Regions from separate parts of the Oryctolagus cuniculus genome. Here region 1 is linked to region 2. The links are chromatin contacts, called in public Micro-C maps. All regions are on one chromosome and are shown on one strand. Each heading gives the region's core, a stretch centred on a gene start, on an enhancer-like site or on the middle of the called end of the contact. The rest is flanking DNA. Distances are from core to core; before and after follow the strand shown. Region 1 holds the start of WNT5A (Wnt family member 5A). Region 2 overlaps ERC2 (ELKS/RAB6-interacting/CAST family member 2).

Evidence for each region. A called contact is a pair of places that touch in the nucleus more often than the background predicts.
Region 1: a Micro-C map of ear pinna shows a contact between it and region 2, with 11 times the contacts expected there. The contact joins the promoter of WNT5A here to the enhancer-like site in region 2. A contact is called at or near these places in 2 of 6 Hi-C or Micro-C datasets (ear pinna and an unstated tissue).

The regions. Positions count from the first base shown.
Region 1 is chr10:94,432,037-94,434,755 of mOryCun1.1, forward strand. It overlaps WNT5A (Wnt family member 5A), which reads left to right and starts at 1,436. Exons shown (of 4, transcript NM_001082665.1): 1 at 1,436-1,571; 2 at 2,714-2,719. The coding sequence starts at 1,436.
Region 2 is chr10:93,852,122-93,854,821 of mOryCun1.1, forward strand. All of the region lies in intron 9 of ERC2 (ELKS/RAB6-interacting/CAST family member 2), which reads left to right. Among named protein-coding and RNA genes, the nearest start is that of ERC2, 460 kb to the left of the region's middle. Within about 2 kb of position 1,405, at least 2 of the 8 cell types and tissues checked have an H3K27ac peak or open chromatin away from gene starts, as enhancers often do.

The DNA of each region.
Region 1 (2,719 bases), core at 186-2,685, 580 kb after region 2:
GTGGGCTGCACAGCGCAGCGTGGCGCAGCAGGGTTACACTTAGCAAAGACGTGAAAAAGGGACTTTTGGAAACCCGCTCCTCCCACCCGCACTCGGCTCACTGCCGCCGCCGCCGCCGCCGCCGCCTACAGGTGGAGAAGTCACCAGTGGGGAGGAACGGACGTGAGAGCCCCCAGGGCCGACCGGCTCCTGTCCCTGAAACTTTTCGGGAAAGGCGCCTTCACTGCCCGGCCGCCCGCGCCCTGGAAACCAGGGGCCTAACTGCACCCGGAGCCAGCGCCTCTCTGGCCCCGCGGGGGACTCCTCTGCAGTGGCTCTGGCCTCGTCCTGCACCTCCCACCTTTCTTTCGGAACTGATCCAGCTGGAGGCGGGGTGGCAGCGGTCCAAGGCTAGGCTGTCCGTGCGTGCATGATGGCGAAGTGGCTGGCGACCCCAGACCAGGACCAAGGGAAACTCCACGCCCCTCGAGCTCCCTGTCCCCTCCCTCGGCGGCAGCTGCCAGGAGAGGGGGTGACACGCCAGTTTGTGGGGCCGGCGAGGAGGGGATCCTGTCCCAGGACAACGGGCACCAGAGCCCCCTCTTCCTACTGGACTTGCTTCCCTTCTCTCAGGCTGGGGGCGGGGTAGGGAGGCCACCGGTGGGAGGGGGCCCCCTTTTCCGGTTTCTTCGGTTAGGATCTCTCTGGCTCTTAGGCCCTAGGCCCCCCATCTTCTCCCAGCCCAAGTCTGGCTTGAGAACGTCCTCATGGAAAGCCGCGCTGCTCTCCGCATCTGGAAGTGGCTTTCTCCAGCTCATCCCGTAAACTGATTATGAAACATACGATGTTAATTCGGAGCTGCATTTCCCAGCTGGGCACTCTCGCGCGCACTGGTCCCCGGGGCCTCGCCCCCCACCCCCTGCCCTTCCCTCCCGCGTCCTGCCCCCACCCCCCACCCCCGCGCCGGCCACCCCGCCTCCTCCGCAGCCGCTGCCGCCGCCGCCAGCGCGCTCCACTCGCCTTCGCGCTCCTCTGGCCCCTGGAATTAAGTCTGGCTCCACTTGTCGCTCAGCCCAGGTCGGGGAGAGGACTAGGGTGGCGGCGGGACCCAGCGCAGCTGGAAGTAGCGGGGAGCGAGGGGGTGCGGGACTGGAGGAAGCAGGAAGGAGGCAGCGCCTGGCACCGGGGGCTTTGCACAGCATTGAGACATGTTTGTAATCGCTGGCGTGCCCGGCGCGCAGGATCCCAGCGAAATCAGATTTCCTGGTGAGGTTGCGTGGGTGGATTAATTTGGAAAAAGAAACTGCCTATATCTCTGCCATCAAACAACTCACGGAGGAGAAGCGCAGTCAATCAACAGTAAACTTAAGAGACCCCAGATGCTTCCGTTGTTTAAACTTGTATGCTTGAGAATTATCTGAGAGGCAATAAACATACGATCCTTTCTTCCCTCTCCAGAAGTCCATTGGAATATTAAGCCCAGGCGTTGCTTTGGGGACTGCTGGAAGTGCAATGTCTTCCAAGTTCTTCGTAATGGCTTTGGCCGTATTTTTTTCCTTCGCCCAGGTTGTAATAGAAGCCAATTCTTGGTGGTAAGTTCATTCTATGTGCATACTGGTTTTTTTTTTTAATTGGTTTGTGTGAGGCTGCATTTAAAGCTGGATGATAAGTGTGGGTGCATTTATCTAATATGTATGCATGTGATATCATTTACTTGTATATACTTTTAAAATCAGTTTTCTTTTCACTTGCTAATATTGTACAGCTTATCTTCAGCTCCATAGGGAATCAGAACCTATAAATCTAGGCTGTTTTCTGTGGGGCCCCTGTTCAGCTGTATGGTTGTAGTGCATCATGCAATGAAAGGGAACAGAAATTGACTTCTCCAGTCATTGTAAGCTTATCTATAAAATTTCTGGGTAATAAAAGTGAATTTCCACTTTTATTTTTTTGTCGCTTGAGGTTATTCACCTGCAGAGTTGGAAGCAGGCAGCGTTGTGGGCAGATAGCAGAGTCCAGGCAGAGAAGTGTTTGAGCCAGAGGAGGTGGACTTGAGGAAGCCCAGTGGCCCTCCGTGGGGGCCTCATGGCCATGGCCGTGGCGCAGTACTCCCCGAGGGTTCCTGCAGTCAGAGCCCTGGCTGTTTGTTCCTTGTCAGTGCCCTGTCTTGGGTCCTTGACAGCCGCATAAGGAGCCCTTTGAGCATGTCCACAGCGTGGAGGATTTTCTTCTTCAGTGTGTGTATGCTTGTCCCTCCGTTCTTCTCTCAGCTGGGAGGAACTGCTTTCTCCTCCCCGCGTCTAATTGGCTCTGCTTTCGGTATTCGTGTGCTCGCAAGGCAGATGGGTCCGGTTTGTGGGCCAAAGTGAGTCACTCTCTCAAATGCCACAGGCCGGTTCCCCCAGAAACCGCCATTTCCCTCTTTCCCCTGGGGTGGGTTTCGGAAATATCTGTTCAGGTAGAAGGCGAGAGGGGCAAGGCGGGGAGTGAGGGCGCTCACCGAGGAGCCAGCTGGCGGGATGGGGATACACAATACCTCCGTTTTCTGAGTGCCGTTTAAACAGAAGAGGTTTATGCAGGCCTTGCCATACTTTGTCATGAGGACAAGCAGAAAAAGCATCTGTGTGCTCAAAGCCAAGTATTGCTGACATGCTTCGGGGCCCCAGCTCGGGAGTTCCCGACAATCTTGAACGCACATCTCCCAACCCCCCCTCCTCCTCCCCACCCTGTGCAGGTCCCT
Region 2 (2,700 bases), core at 155-2,654:
AAGATTAGCACTTTATTTATTGACAGTGTGTGGACAAGAAAAGACTTTTATCCTGATGAGTATAATGATTTTTTTTCTTTAGTGATCTTAATGACAATTTTTAATTACTAACATATTCATTATTTAAATAGCCAAAAATTATAGGATGCACTTCAATTTTAAAGTTAATTGCAATTGAAATGTAGTCTAGGAATTAAATAGCAATAAAGCAAGCATGAAAGGCAGGTAGTAGCTTGTCAACTAAGTCTCACATTTGGAGTACAGTGGAAAGTGGGTAATTATAATTATAAATCTATAATTATTAAAAGAAAATACATCAGCAGAAATCTTCAGGTCAGTTGTATCTTTCAGAATTACCCTTTAGAATTTTCTAAAGAGTCTATATTTCTCTATTTGTCCCATAATTTCCTTTTTAATTCCTCTTTTTCTTCTGAATGTCGTAAGTCTTCCAATAAGCAGACCAATTTTCCTGATGTCAGATACTATTTGAATAAATAAAGAAGTCCGCAAGAAGGAAAGATGTATGGATGGATGAAACTTGATCCCAAAGTTATATAACATATATAGCTATAACTTGCAGATAAAATTAGTGTCATAAAAAACTTAATCATTTCCTGTTCAGTATGTGTGCAAATGTACTTTTGCTTCATACAATAATCCTCTTGTGTATACCCTGCTTTTTCTTTCAGTGTGGGGGGAGGTATCCATGAAAAAAAAAATGGGATTTTTGCATAATAAACTTGATGTCATTTCAGGTTATTCTTTTTAATGGAAAACAAAAGTAAATTCTGATTATCCTGCCTTCCAGTAGAAACGATTTTATGTGGTATTAGGAGTTTTTTTCTTTGCAGATGCTCTAGATCTCTTAACCACCTTGCTGTTCTCTTGGTGAGGTTAGCCGTGGTTAGCAAACAATGAAGATCTGGTCTGTGGCGCTCATTTACTAATATTTTCACATCACAGATAGTTCTAGAGGCTCCCTGGGACTTTGCCTGTTATGTTATCACTGGACTTTCTCATGGTGTTCTGTTTTAGAACAATTTGGGGGATGTTTTAAATTTGCTGCCTATTCATTTTGTGACTAAAGGAAAAATTACAGAAAATTCCATACTATTTGAGAACATGTTGTCTTGGTTAAGGCTTTGGATCACATTTTAAAATTAGCTTTAAAGAGAAAGGAAATCATATAAATGCTCTGGAATTCGGATAAGCACCCGGCATGGGAAGCAGGCACTTACATTGTACAGTACCTTCTCAATTGGGGTAGGGCTGAGAAAGGGTGAGAAAGGAGCATTCTAGACCTTTACACTTTGCTGTTTTTCCTGCTGTGCCCCTACCTCATTGAATGTGGGCTGTGGAAGCGCTGGTATACTGCAGTATCTTGGATATTCCACAGGGTGTCATGGTGGGGTTGCTTGTTCTTCGGTGCCCTGTCTGGCAGGAGGTGGTCTGAGCCGAGTCCCCTCTTAGTGTTCACGGTGGCAGGTTTCCGTCAAGGAACAGGTATTTTCTGAAGGCCTACTACGTGCCTGCCTCAGGCCCGAAAATGCGGTTCCTAGCAGAATCACGTGGATCCTCTTAATCACTTTGTGTTTGATGTTTTTGGCCAGCACCCTGTTAACCAACGCTATGCATTTGCTTCAGTTTGACTTTCCCTTGGAGCTTCATGCCATAGGAGAGGGACTCACAAATGGAAGATCAGATTCTGCAAACTACTTGGTTCCTTTCCCTCCACCCTCTGGTAGGAATGGATCCTTATGTGTGTTAATGCAGGAAGGGCACGAGAATTCCTCTCTGAACTGTTCTGGGGTAGCCACGGAGAGGCTAAAGCAAGAACTGGGGCTTCTGGAGGCAGTCTGAGGGTACTACCTTGCTTTGCCCCTGATTTTCTGGATCACTTGAACGAGTTACTTCACTTGTTTTCATTTTACATCCTTAATGAACTATTTAAGAATAAATGAACCAATGCGTTTGATAAAAGCTTTTAGTGGCTCCAGTTCTGGAATGAAATGACATAAACTCAGTTTTACTTGCTGCTTGCCTGTAAGTGCAATTAAATACCTGGAAGTAATTGCACACACCATCACAAAAGGATGCTGAGTAGTAGGAAAGAAGAAGGAAGATTTCCTGAGGCCTTGGGACTTTCTGACACCACCACAGCAAGTTCTCTGGCTTTCCATCTAGCCCCCATAGAGGAGGACAGGGCACTGGAGGGCCCTGTTACTCTCTCAACTACCAACAGGAATGGGTGAGGGAAGGAAAGAAGGAAGGAAAAAAGGGAGAGAGAGAAGGGAATGCCTCTTTGGCCCAAGGAGTCAGAAGTGGAGGACACCCTACTGAGATTTAGCCATGGCCCAGTCTGTCTAAAAAATATTGCTGGCAAAGGCCTAGCAAGCCAGCGCATCTCCTGCCTCAACCTGCCACAAGGGGTGGGCCCACGCTGTCCACAGCAGCTTTACCAGCAGAGCCAGGGTGGGCCGCCAAGCCTGTGGTAGCAGAGACCCTCCCTGCATCCAGCAGTGATGTCAGCATCTCAGGGAGGTCAGAGAGAACCCACATGCTAAACTCAATTTGGTGACTGCCAGTTTACATAGAAGGTATCAACAGGGGGGAAAGCACCTCTTAATATAGATTCGAAATTTCTAGCATACCATGGAAAATCTTTTCTCGTACCAAGAAAAATCACTCATTATCAAATCT